7 separate regions of the Mus musculus genome follow, and all the other regions are linked to region 7. A link is a contact called in public HiChIP or PLAC-seq, Micro-C and promoter capture Hi-C data. All regions are on one chromosome and are shown on one strand. Each heading gives the region's core, a stretch centred on a gene start, on an enhancer-like site or on the middle of the called end of the contact. The rest is flanking DNA. Distances are from core to core; before and after follow the strand shown.

Evidence for each region. Promoter capture Hi-C pulls out the DNA fragments that hold promoters and counts their contacts. A called contact is a pair of places that touch in the nucleus more often than the background predicts. HiChIP or PLAC-seq counts read pairs in DNA pulled down with a chosen protein or histone mark.
Region 1: a contact with region 7 is called in an H3K4me3 HiChIP or PLAC-seq map of embryonic stem cells, with 5 times the contacts expected there. The contact joins the promoter of Tmbim6 here to the promoter of Dnajc22 in region 7. A contact is called at or near these places in 9 of 39 promoter capture datasets (the 3T3-L1 cell line, embryonic stem cells, hippocampal neurons and 4 more), 3 of 484 Hi-C or Micro-C datasets (CD8 T cells, cortical neurons and nephron progenitors), 12 of 115 datasets of contacts at active chromatin or transcription factors (the NIH/3T3 cell line, bone marrow-derived macrophages, cardiomyocytes and 7 more) and 2 of 9 other capture datasets (adipose tissue and embryonic stem cells).
Region 2: an H3K27ac HiChIP or PLAC-seq map of embryonic stem cells shows a contact between it and region 7, with 5 times the contacts expected there. The contact joins the enhancer-like site here to the promoter of Dnajc22 in region 7. A contact is called at or near these places in 1 of 484 Hi-C or Micro-C datasets (embryonic stem cells) and 4 of 115 datasets of contacts at active chromatin or transcription factors (embryonic stem cells, extraembryonic endoderm stem cells and stem cell-derived neural progenitor cells).
Region 3: a contact with region 7 is called in a Micro-C map of embryonic stem cells, with 5 times the contacts expected there. The contact joins the promoter of Cacnb3 here to the promoter of Dnajc22 in region 7. A contact is called at or near these places in 1 of 39 promoter capture datasets (neural stem cells), 10 of 484 Hi-C or Micro-C datasets (differentiating embryonic stem cells and embryonic stem cells) and 5 of 115 datasets of contacts at active chromatin or transcription factors (embryonic stem cells and pancreatic cancer cells).
Region 4: a FOXA1 HiChIP or PLAC-seq map of pancreatic cancer cells shows a contact between it and region 7. The contact joins the enhancer-like site here to the promoter of Dnajc22 in region 7. A contact is called at or near these places in 13 of 39 promoter capture datasets (the 3T3-L1 cell line, 3T3-L1-derived adipocytes, the HPC-7 cell line and 9 more), 1 of 484 Hi-C or Micro-C datasets (embryonic fibroblasts), 4 of 115 datasets of contacts at active chromatin or transcription factors (embryonic hindbrain, extraembryonic endoderm stem cells, microglia and 1 more) and 2 of 9 other capture datasets (adipose tissue and embryonic stem cells).
Region 5: a promoter capture Hi-C map of embryonic stem cells shows a contact between it and region 7. The contact joins the promoter of Adcy6 here to the promoter of Dnajc22 in region 7. A contact is called at or near these places in 5 of 39 promoter capture datasets (embryonic stem cells and liver), 2 of 484 Hi-C or Micro-C datasets (both in embryonic stem cells) and 2 of 115 datasets of contacts at active chromatin or transcription factors (embryonic stem cells and pancreatic cancer cells).
Region 6: a Micro-C map of embryonic stem cells shows a contact between it and region 7, with 5 times the contacts expected there. The contact joins the promoter of Ddn here to the promoter of Dnajc22 in region 7. A contact is called at or near these places in 10 of 39 promoter capture datasets (embryonic stem cells, epiblast stem cells, liver and 2 more), 1 of 15 datasets of contacts at CTCF or cohesin (stem cell-derived epiblast-like cells), 27 of 484 Hi-C or Micro-C datasets (B cells, differentiating embryonic stem cells, embryonic ectoderm and 3 more), 5 of 115 datasets of contacts at active chromatin or transcription factors (all in embryonic stem cells) and 3 of 9 other capture datasets (adipose tissue, embryonic stem cells and pancreatic islet).

Annotation. Positions count from the first base shown.
Region 1 is chr15:99,391,647-99,394,346 of GRCm38.p6, reverse strand. Tmbim6 (transmembrane BAX inhibitor motif containing 6) reads right to left here and starts at 1,400. Exons shown (of 10, transcript NM_026669.4): 1 at 1,307-1,400.
Region 2 is chr15:99,419,332-99,422,031 of GRCm38.p6, reverse strand. No RefSeq gene overlaps it. Among named protein-coding and RNA genes, the nearest start is that of Nckap5los, 12 kb to the left of the region's middle. RefSeq lists an enhancer at 475-2,078. Within about 2 kb of position 1,356, at least 174 of the 459 cell types and tissues checked have an H3K27ac peak or open chromatin away from gene starts, as enhancers often do. A contact at or near this core is called in embryonic stem cells and stem cell-derived neural progenitor cells, where this site is marked.
Region 3 is chr15:98,633,337-98,636,036 of GRCm38.p6, reverse strand. It overlaps Cacnb3 (calcium channel, voltage-dependent, beta 3 subunit), which reads right to left and starts at 1,270. Exons shown (of 13, transcript NM_007581.3): 1 at 824-1,270. The coding sequence starts at 868.
Region 4 is chr15:99,357,803-99,360,502 of GRCm38.p6, reverse strand. All of the region lies in intron 1 of Fmnl3 (formin-like 3), which reads left to right. Among named protein-coding and RNA genes, the nearest start is that of Gm22951, 9.0 kb to the left of the region's middle. Within about 2 kb of position 1,317, at least 17 of the 459 cell types and tissues checked have an H3K27ac peak or open chromatin away from gene starts, as enhancers often do. A contact at or near this core is called in pancreatic cancer cells, where this site is marked.
Region 5 is chr15:98,603,478-98,606,177 of GRCm38.p6, reverse strand. Adcy6 (adenylate cyclase 6) reads left to right here and starts at 1,446. Exons shown (of 21, transcript NM_001368413.1): 1 at 1,446-2,304. The coding sequence starts at 1,447.
Region 6 is chr15:98,806,514-98,809,213 of GRCm38.p6, reverse strand. It overlaps Ddn (dendrin), which reads left to right and starts at 1,289. Exons shown (of 2, transcript NM_001013741.1): 1 at 1,289-1,609; 2 at 2,014-2,700. The coding sequence starts at 1,401. It overlaps B130046B21Rik (a long non-coding RNA gene), which reads right to left. Exons shown (of 3, transcript XR_003951472.1): 1 at 1,990-2,700; 2 at 892-978; 3 at 1-345.
Region 7 is chr15:99,098,126-99,100,825 of GRCm38.p6, reverse strand. It overlaps Dnajc22 (DnaJ heat shock protein family (Hsp40) member C22), which reads right to left and starts at 1,342. Exons shown (of 3, transcript NM_176835.2): 1 at 1,226-1,342; 2 at 1-3.

The sequences.
Region 1 (2,700 bases), core at 151-2,650, 290 kb before region 7:
AGTGGAAAAGTGGATCTAAGTTACAGGCTGTGTTTCTCAAGGACTCCAGACACTCTCTACTAGGGGAAAACTGAGGGGAATCTAAATGTCCACTTGTTCAAGTCAAAGCAGAAAACAAATTAGACAATAAAGAAACACCAAAGAAAATAAATGTAGCAACTACTGACTTAAGTGTGTTAGCAGAAGGCATGAAAACGTGATTGGGCAATTCAGGGACTTCCTGAATCATACCTCTCTCTTAAGATACCCATACAGCCACAAGGTAAACCACATACAAATATTAATAAGTAACTACAAAGTCTGGCATTGACCTTCAGCCTTCAAATTCCTGTCTGTGTTTCAGGCAGTCAGCTCGTCCGAAGTGTTACACATTCACAGGTAGTTTGTGTAACTGGAGAGTCTCAAGTTCAAAGTGGTTTTGTTGTTTGGCCAACACAAGCCTGGTTGGACAGGCAAAGCAACCTGGCCTGGCACCAGACAACTTGTTTTTGTTTTTGTTGTTTAAAAAAAAAGAAAAGGAAAGAAACGAAGGCAGGCAAGCCAAAGCCTACTTATCAGTCAGTCCAAGAAAAACAGTACCCATCGCCGCCCTTCCGGGGCAGACTCTGGAACTCACCCAGGGTTCAGGACGAAGCAATCAAGGCCACCTCACCTGTCCAGAGGCAACCAATCAGATCAGAGTGGGGCTGCTCCGTGGGCCTGGGGAGCCAGGCTAAGCCCGGGGCTTCTCACCTCGGCCTCTACCATTGGCTTCTAAGTAACTAAGGAATCTCGAGTGTCATAAAGAAGTGTGACATCACCTGGCCCGCCGTGACAGGGCAGCCTTATAACCAGGCCTACCTCAAGTCCCCAACCCCGACGGCTCACCCAGGCGAGGCAGAGGAACCCGAGAAGGAACAGCCGAGAGGCGATCGCAGGGTGGGGCGGGGTGACCACAACGACACAGCTTTCTCTTTCGTTTACCTCAAAGTCAGGGGTGGGGGACCCGTCCCGAATTCAAGCCCTGAACTCGGCTGAGGGTGGAAGGGACGCAAGCGAGGGTCGCTAAGAGGCCTGCCTTCGCCACAGACACAGGTCCAACTGCCCGGGAGACCCCGCAGACTCGCCCCCGCCGGCGCTGCTGCGCATGCGCGGCATTAGTTCCTCCGCGTCCCTCCCCGCCCAGCTTTCCTTCGATCTCGACGCAGAACAGGCCGGGTTGCCTAAGGAGCTGATCCGTCCGAAAACGGAAGCTACTACCCTCTCCCGCGCTTGCTCCCTCCCTATCCCTCACTCCGGGTTTGCCCGATCCTAGTTTCGCACGTACCTTCTCAGCCCACCTCTCCGGAGCTTCCCTGCTCTGCTAAAACCGGATGTGCTCTGAGTCTCCGGGGGTTGGCGCTGGAAGTCTACCCACACCCGCCCCCTAGGGAAACCCCGCCCTCAGACCTGCCCAGGCGAGTTCTCATTGGCCCCCGGCTGCACTGCTCCTGTCCGTTATCTGCACGTTCATAAACAGCAGCCGCTTTCGTCAGAGTCATTGGCTAATACCCCTGTCAATCAAGACTGTAGCCACCAACCCGCACCTTAGCAATAGGCCTCCGCCTTCTTCCCCCTACATAGGAAGGATGGACGTCGGGCTTCAGACCCATGGAGTAGGAAAAGTGAAATGGGGCGTGTCAGGCTTAGACCGTTGTCATGTGAGACCACCCACCCATGACACTAAAATGTCCCAAGATGCTGGTTTTAAGCCTCTCATGGGATGGTAATGAAGGAAAGCGAGGCAGCTCTCCCTGGGATCTCTGTTTTGTTTTTTGAGACAGGGTTTCTCTGTCCTGGCCTTCCTGGAACTCACTCTGTAGACCAGTCTCTTAAGTGCTGGGATTAAAGACATACGCCACCGACACCCGGCTTTCTCGAGACCTTTTAACATTGAATATAATGGCGCTTACGCTTCAGAGCACCTTTGAAGGGCCAGCCATTCTACAGGGACCCAGGGACCCCAGCCTGGAGGGTCTGAGGCTACCCGGTAGCTCAGGAGCCCCAAGCAAACTGGCTACAGAGACCACAACCACCTGCATGGAAGTGAGTGGTTTTTGGTAGTTACCCAAGGCCCTGCAAGTCAGGTGTAACGGCCTCAAAGACCTGGTCTTGCAATCCTAACCAGCTCTTTAGAGACCTGGCCAAGGGCGGTCAAAGAGCAGGTGGTTCCCTGGCTCGCCACGTCCCTTAGGGCGTGTTCCCTAGTTGGAGCATAACCTAGTTGGAAGGAGCTGTGAAGCTAATTTTAAAAGAGAGAAAAAAACCAAAAACCAGGAGCCTTTATTTTCTTATTTTTATTTTTTGTGGCCTATGCTTTTAAAAATCAATTTCACAACTCATTAGTACTGTCTGAAATCACAAGTATAGAATGGGTTCCAGCTGGATCCTGGGTAGTTGAGGGCTGCATGCTGAATTAGGGCCCTGAAGGACTCCAGAGTGAGGCAGCCTGAGGAGTGTGTAGAGGAAAGGTGGAAGACCATCTGAGCCTCTCAGTTCTGCTTCCAGCAAAGCCCTTAGGGCTGACCATGGTTTGGGCCAAGGTAACTTTTACCTACTACACACTCAGGAGGTAGAGGCGAGCAGATCGCTGGTCTGAGAGCAGCCTGGTCTATAGAACGAGTTCCAGAACAGCCAGAAATACCCAGAGAAAGCACGGAGAAACGGGGTTGGGGGTTGGGC
Region 2 (2,700 bases), core at 107-2,606, 320 kb before region 7:
GTTGTGTGGCAGCCCCCCCTTTGTGCTTGCTGGCTTCTCTATAATCCTTCGGGTGGACTGGTGGGTAGGTCCAGGGACCCTCGGGTGCTCTAATGAGGCTCTGTGCCCTTCCCCTGGAGGAGCTGGCTAGAAGGTGACTTACAGTGACCTGTGTAGATCTGAAGCCCAGAGGATGTCACTGACCAGAGGGCACACAAGGCCATGCAGCCTTGGTGAGAAAGATGGGGAAGAGGCCTGTGATCATGCGCTCAAACCTCTCTATGCTCCAGGTTGGGGACTGGCCAGTTCGGAGCAGTCCCACTGGCTTTATATATAGACACGGGACAGTCAGTGACTACCCAGGCCGAGAGGGGAAGAGCCTGAGAGGACTACCCTCACACCGGCACACTATGCTGTCTCTCAACTCACTTCCTCGTGCTTTATAAACCATCTCTATATGACTCGGGAGCACTAGAAGCCAAGGATATTTATCACCAGAGCTGGCGTTCCTAAAAAAACCTATCACTACAAACCTTGGTTTTCCTCATCTGTATATTAGACTGAGAGGCCAGGTGGCCCCGCCCCATCAGCAGCCTGAGGCCAGGTGGCCCCGCCCCTGTTCTCCTTCACGCTCTACGCTCCGCCCACATCTGCCATCTTCCCTTAGCTGACGCCATCACTGAAGAAATTAACAAGACCAGAACAGGGTCTGACAATGCAGTTTTGTCCCTGCCCCTTCCTAGGTGTACTAACGGAAGTCTGCATCTTGGTTTCTGACCAACTCCTGACTGGTTTCTTGACCTGTTATTGCCCTAAGCCTGATGCATTACATCATTTCCTGTTAGAACTGCGTTGGCCTCCTAGATCCCATTCCTTCCTGGAAAGGAGTTTGGCATGGTGGGCTTTCATCTTCACTTCAAAGCTAAGACCAAAATCCATGTTCTCGACAGGGTCTGCTCAGTATGCTAGGAATTTGAAAATACCAGGTGCCACCTCGGTCCCTGGGTCAGAATGAGTTGACTGGAGAAATGTCCCAGGGCAGGATAGGCTGCAGGAACCATAGTGGTCCCGGGAGGCAGCCCTGCCCACCATGGTCAGCCATAGCCCACATGACAATCTCCCCCTCCCCCAACTCCTGCCTGATCCCAGTCAGCCATAGCCCACATGACAATGGCCCCCCTCCCCGGACCCAGGGCTCGGTTCCAACTGAAAGAATTTGAGGGCGGGAGCATGTGGGTTTATTGATACTCCAGGGAGCCCGGTTTCTTGGCGCTCAAGGAAAGCTTTGCTGAAAACCTCCTTGATCATGGCTGGGGCAGAACACTTGGTGTCTCGGTTTGCAACAGCTGCTTGTAAAGTTACTGTGACCTCACTCTCCTCAAGAACAATGGGCGAATGTTCATGTAAGACCTCAGCCGGGTTTCCCAAACACAGGAAGTTCAGACTGCCAGACAGCTGCCCTCCCCCAAAAGGCCAAAGCCAAAAGGCGGGAAAGAGGCGGGCTCCGCACACTGGCACCTCTCCTTTTGCAGGAAGCCCCCCGCCCCCACCCCTCCCTCCGCGACACCCACACACACAAAGAAAAAGAAAAAAAAAATAGCCTCTCTAAGGCTGCCAGGGGTTTATTTTATTTCCTTTTTTCTACTTTTCCCCCCCACAAATAGTATGTTTTGTTTCCTTTAAAAAAAAAAGTTTAAAAAAAGAAAACATGCTCTGTAGCAAACCCCAGCTCTAGATCCCCGCCCTTATTCTCTGGGGTAATTCAAGTGTATAAATAAATCTCTTAAAGCCAAAAGTTCACGGTAAGTACTTGTGGGGTCGTCTGTGATTTTAGGGAAGGGGACCAGCTGTTTTTTAAAGATTTATTTATTATTATATCTAAGTACACTGTAGCTGTCTTCAGACACACCAGAAGAGGGAGTCAGATCTCATTAGGATGGTTGTGAGCCACCATGTTGCTGGGGTTTGAACTCAGGACCTTTGGCTCGGAAGAGCAGTCAGTGCTCTTAACCACTGAGCCATCTCTCCAGCCCCGGGGACCAGCTTTTTAAAAACGTTTTAATTATTAAAGACCTACAAATCTGGGTTGATTCACAGCCCTCTGTCCAGTTTCAGGGTACGGTTCTTGCTTGTGGGAACATGAACCCTAGTTTCAAATAGCTGGCACCTACATAAAAGCCAGGCTTGAAGGTGTGTGTCTATAACCTCAGCACTTGGGGGTGGGGGAGGGGGCCAAGCCAGGTGGATATCAGGACTTGATAAGTAGCCAGTTGGGTCAAATGGTAAATCGCAGGTTCAATAATAGATTGTCATAAGAAGAAAGCAAGGCCCAGCGTGCTAGCACTTAGGAGGCAGAGGCAGGCAGATCTATGAGTTCTAGGACAGCCTGGTCTTCAGGGTGAGTTCTAGGACAGCCAGGCCTACACAAAGAAACCCTGTTTCCAAAAAAAAAAACAAAAAACAAAAACAAAAAAGAAAGAAATGGTCTTTTGGAAGCCAGGTGTGAGGTGTTGACACTTTGGCATCAGCATCTGGGAGGCAGGAGGCCAGGCCTTCCTGAGCTGCAGAATGTAGTAGCCTCAGCTACAGAAGACCCTGTTTCAAAAACAGTCAGACCCCTGTACAGACTCAGGGGTAAAAGGCCCTTGCCACCAAGCCTGACTCACTTCTCCAGGCCCACATGGTGGAAGGAGAGAGCAGACAGCCATCGGTTGTCCTCTG
Region 3 (2,700 bases), core at 21-2,520, 460 kb after region 7:
ATCTTTCCAGGCAGTCTTTCTGCTCTCTGAGCTCCGGGAATCACTGTCTAATGAGCTGATTTGTCTCAGTGGGTCAGGAGATAAAAGCAAAGAGAAGAATTAAATATTTATTGGTTGCCTGGTTCTCGGAGCAAAGAGCTTCCTTCCCATCCCCATGCCCCTGAGCTCCCCTGGCCTCACCTCCAGGCCCTCCTCTGCAGGGGGCTAGACTGAACACAGTCTGATGGCCCACCCCTGTGGTTGGTGGCCTTTCCAAGAAGCTGAGCTAGAGGCAGTGGTGAGTGAGAGCAGTCAAGGCCATGCGCAGGGGGGGTGGGCAGAGAGGAAAAAGAGACCAAGTTCTAGAATTCCTGTCTGCAGAGGCTGGTACGCGAGTCGCTAATGTTCTTCCAGCTCCCTAATTTGTCATTTACTTGAGGCACAAGTCCGGAGTGTCTCCCCCGGAGCTCAGCTTTCCCTGTTGTGTTCAGACCCCATGAACCCAGGATACGGAACTCCAAATGTTCCATGTTCGCTCTAAAAACCTCGGTGTCGGGGCCTTCTGTCCTCCCCTCCTCAGCCTCCTATGTCCTGAGCTTTGGGGCCACCTGCTCGAGCCTTCCCCCTACAGCGTCCCTGTGCACACACCGGAGTACCTGGGATACCTGGCTATGAGAGACCATCTTCCCACTTTCCTAGAGAGCCCCCCGCCGGCTTACGCGCGCTGCCCCGCTCGCTGCCAAGGCGTTTTTCAAAGTGCAGAACTGGGGGAAGGGTTGAAGAGAGAGAGGTGTCATCCCAACTCCCCCACCCCCACCCCCCACCCTCCCCCGCGGGCACTCACCGCCTCCGAGTCCTCAAACCCGGGCACGTAGGAGTCGTCATACATGGGGGAGTCCGGGGTGGGTGGGGGGAGCGAGCGGCGCCGGGGGCGAGGACGGCGGGCCGCGCCCGAGATGCCACCGAGCCGCGCAGCCCTGCGGGCGGCGGCGGCGGAGAGCGCGAGCGCGAAGGAAGGAGCGAGCCGCGAAGACCAGCTGCTCGCAGCTCAGATCACCGCTCCCCTCCCCACCCCCCAGCCCAGCCGGTCCCACCCCGAGCGCGCCAGCGCGGCTGAGGAATCTGCCGCCGGCTCCCACAACAATAGTGCCCGCCCACCTGACCCCCTCCCGGGAAGACGCGGGCGGCGGGGGCGCGGCAGCCAGGGGGGACCCGCCGGGGCCGCGGAACCGGGCGCACGCGAGTCGGGAAGGTGGGTCCCCGGCACCTCCGGGGCCGGGGCGGCGGGGAAGAAGGGCGGAGAGGCTGCAGGCGGGGCGGATCCCGGCGGGGAGGAGGCGGGGCGAGGAGAGATGCAGAGACAGGGACTCTCGCAACCCAGGAACTGCTCCGCCGGGAAACAAAGGGCTGGCGCGGGGGAGGGGAAGGGGAGAGACGCCGCAACCAGACGCGAGCCCGGTGGAGAATCGAGAGGGTGCGGGCGGCGGGGAGGATGGCTGGAGAGAGAGGAGGACTGGAGGCAGGGAGAACGCGGAGACAGGAAAATGGAGATCTAAAGGAGGACGGACAGCAGATGGGGAAGAGGTCTCAGGTGATCCGGCAATGTCAGCTCTCTGCAAGTCCTGGAGACACCCAAAGCAAACCCCGCAGTGGTACTAGGGAGAAATGGTTTTGAGCTCCCAGACCCGTGCCATGAAAGCAGCTCCTGCCCCAACAGGTGCCCGGCCCTCTCCGTTCCGGGCTGCGGTAAAGGGCCGACCCTTAAGAAGGGGGAAGTTCGGGGACGGTGGCTAGGCCTCCCCACACCTGTTGCACGGGCAGATTTTATCCAAGTTAAGCCGGGATGGAGATTCTCTTCTTCACTTCCCTGCCAAGGATTGTGCCAGACATTGCCAAAGCATCCGCGGGAACTGGGGCAGAAAGGGGCTGTTTTAGGTGAGCTTAAAGGGTGGAGCAAAGGTGCGATCCTGACGCTGAGGTTGGGAAGGAAGAAGGGTAAAGCCTACCGCTTTGCAAAAGACCAGAATTACGTACGGTGTGCAGGATGCTGGTTCTAATCATCCAGCACCAGTCAGCGCCCTCCACCCCCACCCCGCCATTCGAGGAAAGAGTCGCAATCTCTGAAGAGATCTTCTAAAAGCTGTCATCATTTGAGCTCGCTCCCTTTTTACATCCCTCCCCCCCCCCCCCCGACCAAAATTTTCCTTTTGCATTTTAACCTCCTGCTTGGGCATCCCAAGAGGATGTGAGGCAGACACCAGCCGTGCTTGGTGTCTCGCTTTCTCAACTCAGCCCTTTGCCACTTCTAGCTCCTGAAACCCCGGAGGGTGTAAGTTCAGGACACTTGCCCACCCTTCCGGTTACAATTGGGAAGGGTTCAAGAGATCTATAGAAGGTTCTGTGCGGTAGAAAGGAGAGGAAGACCACCCACCCAAGCCAACTGGCTTCCCACCTATATCTTATCTTCCTGTTCCCTCGGTAAGAAAAAGATGGGGGGGGGGGCTCATCTAATGACACCCTAGTCTGTCTCCTGACTGAAGGACCGGCAGGCAACTTTATTGGAGCCCTTGTGTCTGAGGGCACCAGCTGCAACTGGGGGAGGCAGCTTCCACTGCTCCAACCCAGTGTGTTTGAGGGTTAGTTCGATATCTTCTGTGTCCCCAAGTACTGCCTTGTCCTGTACCATCCTTTTCCTTTGTCTCCTTAGTCCCCTCTCTCCTC
Region 4 (2,700 bases), core at 68-2,567, 260 kb before region 7:
TGTTATTTTTCATCTTGAGATTATTTACTTAATTACTTATTTATCCTTTTTCCTACATTACTGACTCCCTGAGGGTGGGGACATTATGTTTGCTTATCATTGTACAGCTAACTACCTGGTATAGGTAAGCATCATTTACTATCTGTAGCTGATGGGAATCTCCAAGATAGGAGTGTGTGCATGTACAAAAATAATAATCTAAAGAGGTAGTTCAGACAGTAATGCTGTATGATAGAGTATGTACTTACTTATGTAGAGAAAAGGCCTAAAAGAATCAGAACCAAATTGTGTTGACCATCAGGGAAGATTGAATTTATCAAAAAAAATATATTTATATTATGTATTACTCTTTTAAGGAAAATAGAAGACTAAAAATAGAGTTGGAGGAGGGAACTTCAACTTTGAATGGTAATGATAAAAATTTCTCTTGCTTTGCACTCAGTCAAAAGATGAACAGGAGAGAGGGGGGGACACCCATAGGATTGGTAGCTCCTTCCTTCCTGCCTGTCACCTGCCTGTGGCGACCTGGGCATTGGCTCTTACAGAAGAAAGATGTCCATCTGCCCCAAGGCTGCAATTTAGGTTGTTGAGTGGCATCCTGGTTCCTTGGACTCAGGCAGGTTGTATATTTTTAGTCTCTTTCATTTTAGGTCCAGCTAAACTTGCACGTCTCGCCTTGGTGAAGCTGCAGTGACATCAGCAAAGACAGTGAGCCTCAGCTCTGACTTAGCTGAGCCGGGGCTCCTCAGGACCCTGTAGCAGCATTGTTCTCTAGAGTCTTGTCTTTTAGGAAAAGGATAACTAATAGTGCTTTAAAAAATGAAAAACAGAAAAAGACAATGTAATGAACGTGGCCACTCTGGAAAGTGGGACAGATGACATCCAGTGGCCTTCCACCACGGGAATGTTCCAGATCACCTTTTGATCATATTTACTGGATGGTAGTGGAATGCCAGCCCCAAGCAGTTACTTGGCACAAACTGTCTTATTCCTTCATCATGGCTGTGTAAAGCAGGAGTTTTTTTTTTTTTTTTTTTGGGTTGTTTGTTTTCGTTTGTTTGTTTGTTTGTTGTTTTAGATTTGTGTGCATGCTAAAGCTGAATGTAGGGTCTCAAGCGTGCAAGGCATATGATCTACCGCTAAGCCACAGCTCCAGACTAAAGCAGTTATTTCTGTGTCGTAGATGGGAAAGCTGAGGTCCAGGAAGGTTAAATGATTCAGGATTAAAGAATTAGTAAGTAACCAGGGTCTGCATCCAAGCTTTCTGACTCCAAAGCCATGTTGTATTTCCGTTTGTTTTGAAACATGATCTCACATTGCATGGCACCGAACTAGCCTGGAACTCACTGGCTCACACAGGTGTCTCACTTGGGCCTCATCCTCCTGAGTGCCGGGATTACAGCCACAAACCACACTGGCTCGAGTCCACATTTTTACACGCTCCTCTTCCCAGAGTTGACCTCTTGTTTACAGTCGGGTGACGCACACCTGTAATCGTAGTGCTTGGGAGATGTTGGCAGGAAGACCAGTAGTTCAGGGCCAGCCTCATCTATAGAGCATGTTCAAGGATAACCTGGAATAATGAGAAGCTGTCAAAAAAAAAAAAAAGGTAATTACAATATAGGTGTGATGGCACGTGCACTTGGTGGCTTGGAGGCTGGAGGATCAGGTCTAAGTCATCATGAGAGCCATAGTGAGTTTGAAACAGCTTGGGCTGGGTAATGAGTTTAGAGGCAGCTGGGACATACAGCAGAATATTATCTCACGAATCCCAACCAAAAACAAAAATAGGATTGTCTTTGGGAGCAAAGAATAGATTAAGAGAGCCAAGCAAAGACCTCATTTAGATTGGCAAGTCTCAGATCTACTCTGTTCAGTCATTCCTTTCTATGCACAAGGCACTCTCCTGAGCGCTTTAGAGCGTGCCAAATATATAAATGATGCTGCCTGAGTTGGAGAGACAAATGAGCGCCGAGCACTGTATTTTGAACGGGAGCATTAAGCCCAGCATGAGCGTCAAAGTTGGCTTTCCCCATAAGAGGATACGATTTGCCTTGCTCAGTTACATGTTTCTAAGAAACAAAGAACACTCTTGAGGCCGGGATGTAGCTCAATTGGTAGAGTACTTATCGAGCATGTGTATGGCACTGTGTTTGATCCATAAAATGAGCATGTAGTGCACTCCTGTGACCTCTGCACTTTGGAGATTAAGGTAGGAGGGTCAGAGGTTATTTTTACTACATAGTGAGTTCCAGGCTAGCCTGGGCTACACAAGACCTTGTCTCCATAGAAAAAGAAAACAAAAGAGCCACTCAGAGGGAATTCTTGAGGTGCTGAGATGTCAGTCAGTCAGTTGTAACCACACAGGAGTCAGAGGAGGGCAAGATCAGCCTGGTTCAGGAATGAAGTCAGGTACTGCTTTAAGTCTTGTCTTAAAAGTGACTAGGGTAGTCCAGAGGAGAGGAGGCGCTGCAGACCGAGCAGGATGGGACGAGGTTAAAAAGGGAGAATGAGCCGGCTGTTGGGAAGCTGCCGTTTGGAATAGAGGAGCCTGGTTACAGAGAAGTGAGCTTGGCTCAGGATGGACCTTACATCCACAGGGAGTTCTGTCTGAAGATTGACTGATGCTAGGAAAGGCTTTGAGGAGGCCCTGCTGCCCAATCTTTCATTAGGGAATAGAGATTAGCGATTAGTTGGTAA
Region 5 (2,700 bases), core at 197-2,696, 490 kb after region 7:
AGCCTGGGCAGAGCCTGGCATACTGGGGAACAGCAGACAGGCTGGTGTGACAGGTGTGATGAGGAAGACACGGGACCTGGACTGTCAGAATTAGCTGGGTTATTAGTTATTCCATGTGGACTGCTCTAAAGCATTCATGTTCTTTCTCCTTGTCGGCTCTCCACCCAGCTCTTTGTGATACTAAGTGTGGAACCCAACGCCTTGTGTGTTCTAAACAGGCATTCTACCACTGAGCCGCACTCCCCTCCCTCCTTTCCTCCTTATTGTTTGCTCCTACGTTTATTGAGCACCTACTGTTAGCCCCAATAGCTCTGGAGATGAAGTGCTGACAAAAATAGGTATAGTTTCTACATGCACAAAGCTTGTAGTCCCCGGGACGGAGGCGTACGTTAAACGAGAAATGATTTAATTATAATGGCAATAAGTACTGTGGAGGAGATGAACAGAGGTTAAACTGGACCAAACGTAGTCTTAGGGGTGGGGCTGGGAAATTTTCCGTGAGGAAGTAACGTTTAAACTGTGACCTGTGGGAGAAATTGAATTTAGTTTGCTGAAGAGTGTGTGTGTGTGTGTGTGTGTGTGTGTGAGAGAGAGAGAGAGAGAGAGAGAGGGGGGAAGGAGGGAAGGAAGGAAGGAAGGATATGGAAAGAATCCCTTTTGTGTAGAGGTCAACGATCAACAGTTCACAGCAGAACATATTCTGTTGACAAGATGTATTAGGCTTGTGTGTAGTTTGTTTTTGTTTTGTTTTCTTTTCTGAGACAGGGTTTCTCTGTGTAGCCCTGGCTGCCCTGCAACTCACTTTGTAGACCAGGCTGGCCTCGAACTCAGAAATCTGCCTGCCTCTGCCTCCCGAGTGCTGGGATTAAAGGCGTGTGCCACCACACCCAGCTCAATTTTTTAAAATATGCTTTTATGTGCATTGGTGTTTTGCTTTCATGCATGTTTGCATGAGAAAGTCAAAGCCCCTGGAGCTGGAGCCATAAACAGTTGTAAGATCTGCTTTGTGGGTGCTAGGAATTGAACCAGAGTCCTTCAGAAGTATGGGGAGTGCTCTTAAAAACTTAGCTCTCAGATCCTTTACTTATATGGTTGCTGGGTCTTTTCCATGTGTCTGTGTTCCTTACCTTTGAGTGGGGGTGCAGCTGCCTCTCCTGGGGCAGTTTTATCAAGACGGTGGGAATGGGAACTGGTGAGATGGCTCCTCAGTTAAGAGCACTGACTGCTCTTCCGGAGGTCATGGGTTCAAGTCCCAGCAACCACATGGTGGCTCACAACCATCCACAACGAGAAGCAAGCAAGCAGGGCTGGAGCAAGAGGGAGAAGGGGGGGAAGATGGTGGGAATGAAGACCAGAGTTGTAGGAAGCGCTCAGGTCACAGGCTACTATGGTGGCTGTGGCCACGCAGTGGTATTAATACCATTCCCTGTCTCTCCTCCCAGCAGCATGTCATGGTTTAGTGGCCTCCTGGTTCCCAAAGTGGATGAACGGAAAACAGCTTGGGGGGAACGCAATGGGCAGAAGCGCCCACGCCACGCGAATCGAGCCAGTGGCTTCTGCGCACCTCGCTACATGAGCTGCCTCAAGAATGCGGAGCCACCCAGCCCCACTCCTGCAGCTCACACTCGGTGCCCCTGGCAGGATGAAGCCTTCATCAGGAGGGCGGGCCCGGGCAGGGGTGTGGAGCTGGGGCTGCGGTCAGTGGCCTTGGGGTTTGACGACACTGAGGTGACCACACCGATGGGCACAGCTGAAGTGGCACCGGATACATCGCCTCGGAGCGGTCCGTCCTGCTGGCACCGGCTTGTGCAGGTGTTCCAGTCTAAGCAGTTCCGCTCTGCCAAGCTGGAGCGGCTGTACCAGCGGTACTTCTTCCAGATGAACCAGAGCAGCCTCACGCTGCTCATGGCGGTGCTGGTGCTGCTCATGGCTGTACTGTTGACTTTCCACGCTGCGCCTGCCCAGCCTCAGCCTGCTTACGTGGCCCTGCTGACCTGTGCCTCTGTCCTTTTTGTGGTACTCATGGTGGTGTGTAACCGACACAGCTTCCGCCAGGACTCCATGTGGGTGGTGAGCTATGTGGTCCTGGGCATCCTAGCAGCCGTGCAAGTCGGGGGTGCCCTGGCAGCCAATCCACACAGCCCCTCGGCGGGCCTTTGGTGCCCCGTGTTCTTCGTCTACATCACCTACACTCTTCTTCCCATTCGCATGCGAGCCGCAGTACTCAGCGGCCTGGGCCTCTCTACTCTGCATTTGATTTTGGCCTGGCAGCTCAACAGCAGCGACCCCTTCCTTTGGAAGCAGGTAGGTGTGACAGAGTGAGGGTGGGAAAGAGAACTTGCTGATGGAGGGACACAGTATCGATATAGCCATGTCTAGATCGATCAGGCCAAGCTTCACGGGCTAGCCTCTGCTTGGGACTTGTATCAGTGAGCATTGACGAGGAACAGGTCTGTAGTGTGTCACCACAGGCCAGTCTTCAGCTCTTTGGCTTAGGTCAGTAGACATGCCATGTGCAGGTCTCCCTGACCTCTTGGTAACCTCTGAGACTCAAGCCCTGTTGTTACTCCTACGAAGAAGCAGCTGTAGGTAGTTTTGCAAAGCTTCCATAAGCAAGGCCTTTCTGCTCCTTGCCAGAAGCTGTGGCCTGTAGCCCACCATGGCCTCAAAAACAAAGAGAAAGTTGCTTGGGGCTCCTGG
Region 6 (2,700 bases), core at 40-2,539, 290 kb after region 7:
GGGATAGACACACTTTGCAAGCCCACAGGCTTCTGTTCCTAAAGTCAGGAGCAGCAAATGGTCCCTTCTTCCTCAGGAGCCATTGCCACCCTCTCATCCCGCTCCCTACACTTCTCCCCTCCCCTGAGCTGCTGCTATGGTTGCCAGGCATGGTTGCTAAGTCTCTGCATGGAAGGTTGGCGTGGGCTGTGCTGCCACTAACATTACCATGGTGAATCAGGGGACACCTGGTACAGGCATAGGGGGAGGGATCCCGAGGATGCAAGCAGCAACCCCCCAGAATCGAGTGAGTCCAAAAGGTGAGCTGCACCACACCATGCCAGTCAAGTGAACTAGAGCCCCGACCTAGGAAAGAAAGGCCACTTTTATCTTTTCTGTTGCTAGGGGATTTGGCTGTGCCACAGGAGCACTCTAGTCCATCCCCCTCTGTTAGGGTACAAATGTATTTAAGCACTCTATCTGCACCCCACATAAGGCTTGGAAGAGCTGTGTGGGCACGGAACTGTGTAACCCTAGAATCCTGGCTTCTGGGTTAGGGGAGCTAGCCTGCTGCTCAGGGAAGGCTCTGTGGGTGCCCAAGGACACCCATATTTAGAGTAGGAGTCGTCCTGCTGTTTGGTGGCCAGGATAGATGGAGTTCCGCCTCAGCAGAGAAAGCTGAGGCATACAGGTGCACCTTTCTGAGGTCTTGGGGGAGCAGCTCTCCCCCAGAGTCGCACAAAAGCTTCCTGAAAGCGGCACCTCTTCTCTGTACTGCTTAGGAACTGGTTACTCATCTCAGCTGCACCCGAATGCCACCGACACTAAAAATAGCCCGCTCCCCCCAGCTGTGGGCCAGCCTCTCTTGCACCCCAACCCCATGGAAACCAGCAGCGAGTGGCAGGCAGAGACCTTGAGTTCTGTTCTCACCACTCCCTGTCGGAGAAAGGAGTCTGGGCGAGCAGGCAGGAATAGAGAGAGCACTGGTGGTCAGGCAACCTGACAAGCAGGAAAGCAAAGGGTTAAAACTTCGGGAAGGATGAAGAAATGGGGGCTGGAGGAGAGGGCACCGTAAGCTTGGCAAGAATCAGAAGTCTCTCCCCGCCCACTCGCAGGTCCCATTAGGCTTGGGGGACCTGAGCAGTGAGTGGGAAGGGGCGTCCAATCCCAGGCCCCAGGGGGCGGCCGTGCACATGGGGGAGGAAGCAGCGCGGAGCCGTCCACGGCGGCGTGTCACATGCGCGCGCGCTCGCGCGCTAGCACACACTCACACACGCACAGACAGGCACACACGTGTGCCCGGGTATATATAGTTGCCAGTCCCTGGGCCTGCCGCTCTGCAGTGGGCGCCGGCTCCCTGGGTTGGGAGGGGGCTCACGGGGCGGGTGGGAGGGTGGGGGGCCGGGGTGGGGTGGGGCAGGATGCTGGATGGCCCGTTATTCTCCGAGGGGCCCGACAGCCCCCGGGAGCTCCAGGATGAGGAGTCCGGCAGCTGCCTCTGGGTGCAGAAGTCCAAGCTGTTGGTGATTGAAGTGAAGACTATTTCCTGTCATTATAGTCGTCGCGCTCCTTCTCGACAGTCCATGGACATCCAGGCCAGCTACTGGGCCCGTGGGCCCCAGAGCCGCACGTGAGTGAAGGAGGGGTGAGGGGCAGCAAGTGGTGGGGCGGGAAGTGGGGTCCAGACCTCCCCGCTGGCACCAGCAATTGCTGCTGTTCCCTTCTCTTTCCCGCGCCTCCCTCCCCCCACTCGTCGAGGACTGGGGCCTGAATCATTGAGCGCTGTTTAGGGGGACAGGAGTACTAGTGGCAGGCGGTGAGATGGGGGCAGTCGCTGTTAAAGTGTGCATGGAGAGATGGCGAGGAGTCTCATTTCGACTTTAGCCCTAACATATACGCACGTGCACTCGCTCAGACACTCACACGAACCCTCCCACATGGCTGCCCCAAGTGGTCTCCAGTGCTCCCAGCTCCCCGGACCTCGGCTCTCTGTCCCCGCAAACTGCTCACCTGGGTTCCTGCTCATTGTCCCAGGTGTAGGCTGCGCCCGGGATCCCCTGAGCCGCCACCCCGCCGACCCTGGGCCTCCAGGGTGCTGCAGGAGGCAACCAACTGGCGGGCGGGCCCCCCCGCCGAGGTCCGAGCCCGGGAACAAGAGAAAAGAAAGGCGGCGTCGCAGGAGCGGGAGGCCAAGGAGACCGAGAGAAAAAGGCGCAAGGCTGGCGGGGCCCGACGGAGTCCCCTAGGTCAGCCCCGCCCAGAGCCCCGGAACGCCCTTCGGGCAGCCCAACCTACAGGGTTTCCAGTTTTCTCCAGACCAGAGCGCTTCGGGCAGGTGGGGCGAGCGCCCCGACCATCCGTGCTCCCGCAGGGTGACCCAGGGGTTGCATGGGCGGGGCCATGGGGAGGCAGAAGGCCAGGGCCCCCTAGCTACGAGGCTCACCTGCTGTTGAGAGGCTCTGCAGGCACAGCCCCAAGGCGCCGCTGGGACCGGCCGCCACCCTATGTGGCTCCACCTTCTTATGAAGGTCCCCACAGGACCCTGGGGACTAAGCGAGGCCCGGAGCTCTCCCGGGCGCCCACCTCATCAGCCCCAGTTCCAGCCACCACCAGGACAGAGGGAGGGCGCACGAAGAAGAGGCTGGATCCTCGAATCTACCGGGATGTTCTAGGAGCTTGGGGTCTCAGACAGGGACGGGGACTCTTAGGAGGTGCTCCAGG
Region 7 (2,700 bases), core at 93-2,592:
GGCCTGAGAGGTGAAGCAAGGAGAAAGGCTCAGCAGTAATAAAAATCAAGCTAGCCCTACCTCGGGGTCTCTCAGGTACTAGATGTCTCCTATCTTCCGTTAGCACCCCAGTCCTGTTATTTACAATCACAGTGACTCCATATTTAAGGGAGGAAATGCTTCAATTAAAATATTTTCATTTATTTATTATTAATTTATTGATATTTGAGGCACAGTCTTATTGCACGTTCCAAACTGGTCTTATGCGGCCATAGCTGAGGACATCTTGGTCTTCCTGCCCCTACCTCCTCAAGTGCTGAGGTTATAGGCATGTGCCACCATGTCCAAGGAAGAGAATGTTTTTGTTTTTAAGATTTATTCATTATTATGCATACGTACACTGTAGCTGTGCTCAGACACACCAGAAGAGGGCATCAGATCCCATTACAGATGGTTGTGAACCACCAGGTAGAGTCAGTGCTCTTAACCGGCTGAGCCATCTCTCCACCCCCAGGAAGAGAATGTTTTAAGTGACTTTAAGTTGGGACACTGAGAACTAGGTGCCTGAACAACAACAACAACAACTCAAAAGCTTGGGACTAACGGGTGACCCAGGGGTCACTTGGGGTTTAAATTCCCAGCACCCACATGGCAGCTCATAGATGCCCTCTTCTGGTCTCCAAGGATATCAGGAGTGCATGCAGTGCACACACAAAGGTTCAAGCAAAACACCCGTGTACATAAAGTAAAATTGAGAAAGAATAAGAAGGGGGAAAAAAGAAGCTTAAATTTCTATCCTCCCCTTAGACTCTGGAATAGTAATGGCTCACAGGAAAGGGCTGAAGAGAATACTTTTTCACTGTTTCAAACCCCTTTGAAAGCCAGTGTCTTAGCCAAACTCACTCCTTTAACATCGTGTGTGTGTGTGTGTGTGTGTGTGTGTGTGTGTGTGTGTGTGTGTGTGTGTGTGTGTAAGCGGGTGCATTCTGTAACTCGGCCAAAGCCCTTTCCAGCTTTCCCATCTCCCCAGACTATGCCGTTCTCCCACAAGCCAAATTTGAAAGGGACCCTGAACTCCTTCCACTTAAACGTTCTGGAGAACATTTTGACCCAGACCTTAGCACCCCACAGCCCAGCCATCCTATCCCTATCAACCAGATCGAAGGCACTCTACAAAGCGGCCGCAAAAATCCTCAGAATATCAAATCTGCCTGCCAATCGTCTTACCTACTTCAAGCAAACTCACCCTCAGGCAGTCCCAGCAGGGCCGCAGTACCTGGCAGCCCAGGCTTCCAGGCTGCTTCAGAACAGCCATTGCCTTTGAACACAGATTCAAAATGGCCCCTCTGTAACTGCTCTCACCTCCACACAAGTGGACTTTGTCCCTCAGTGCTGGGTGACTGTGTTTGAAGTCAGGCCACCTCCTGCAGGCCCCGCCCCGAAAGCCCTGGTCAGCCCCTTCGTAGCCACCTTCCGGTCCTGTGTTCCTGGGCTCTGATCGCCCTCTCTACGGGAAGCTTTCCCCAGACTCACCCAGTTTTACACTGTAGGGCCTGGAACCGCGCCCCACTCCCGGCAGTGCGCACCTCTTGCAGCACTTCATTAACACCGCCAGATGGCGCTGCCGTTTACGGAAGGGAGGGTCCCCAAAAGTCCCAGATCTCCTTTTTGCAAGGTTGGGACATTCCTGGTCAAAGCTGTCCGAACCGTGCAGCTACCTGGCGGGAGAAAAAGGGCGACTCTATCAATAAAATTAAAAATCTCGACTTCCTCTCCTCTCCGCCACAAATGGGAGGTGATCCCTGTCTCGCTTCTCTCTGTACTCCAAGACGGCCATTATAGGATCACGTCTAATTTCTTAAAGGAGAGACATCCACTCAGAGGTGAAGGAGAGAGCCCCTCAAGACCCGCAATTCTGCCTCACTACCTTGCTTCCAGGCCTTCCAGTTAGGGGACTCCACAGCCAGACCTGGGAGTCTGAGCCTGCATAGCCCAGAATCCATAGAGCCAGAAGCTGTTCAGACCCTTGTAGCCTGAAGCAAAGGGGGGGGGGGGAACCCACACCAGCAAGGGATACAGGGTGGGGGCGAGCCATCAGAAGAGTAAGGGCAAACCCAGGGAGACTCGGGGGAGAGGAGCCTGCCTTCTCGCTTGGACGCTGGAATGGAGCTGGCTTACAAGATGCCTTCAACATCCCGGGCTACAATCCCCGAGCAGCTCCGTGACCTTGGCCAAGTCACACCCTTTCCTGAGCTTCAGTTTCTTTTAAAAGAAGCTTGGATCTACGAAATTCCCCAGGCTTGATTAGAGGTAGGGATGGAGCCGGTGGGCTTCACTTAGGGTCACTTGTCAACAGTGGGCAGAATGTTTTAGCTCCCTCCAACGTCTAGTTCTAGCTGGGGACTAGATATGGCCCCTTTAGGGCTGAGGAGGGGCGACAAAACGACAACCCAGCCACGGCTGGGGACGGGGGGCGGACGGGGGCGCTGAATAATGAATGAGACTTAATTGGGCCCGCTCTGCGCGGCGGCGCGCTAAGCTTGGCAAACAGCGCGGGCAGAAGCAGCCGCCGCCGCTGGACAAACAAACTCGCTCGGGAGCCGGGAGCCCAGTGCGAACCGCCTGGAGGGGGAGGGGACCCCGGGGAGCCAGGTCTCCTGCTCGCAGGAGGGGCCCAGAAGTGTCCAAAAACGCGAAAGGGATGAAGGCTTCGGGCCCAGC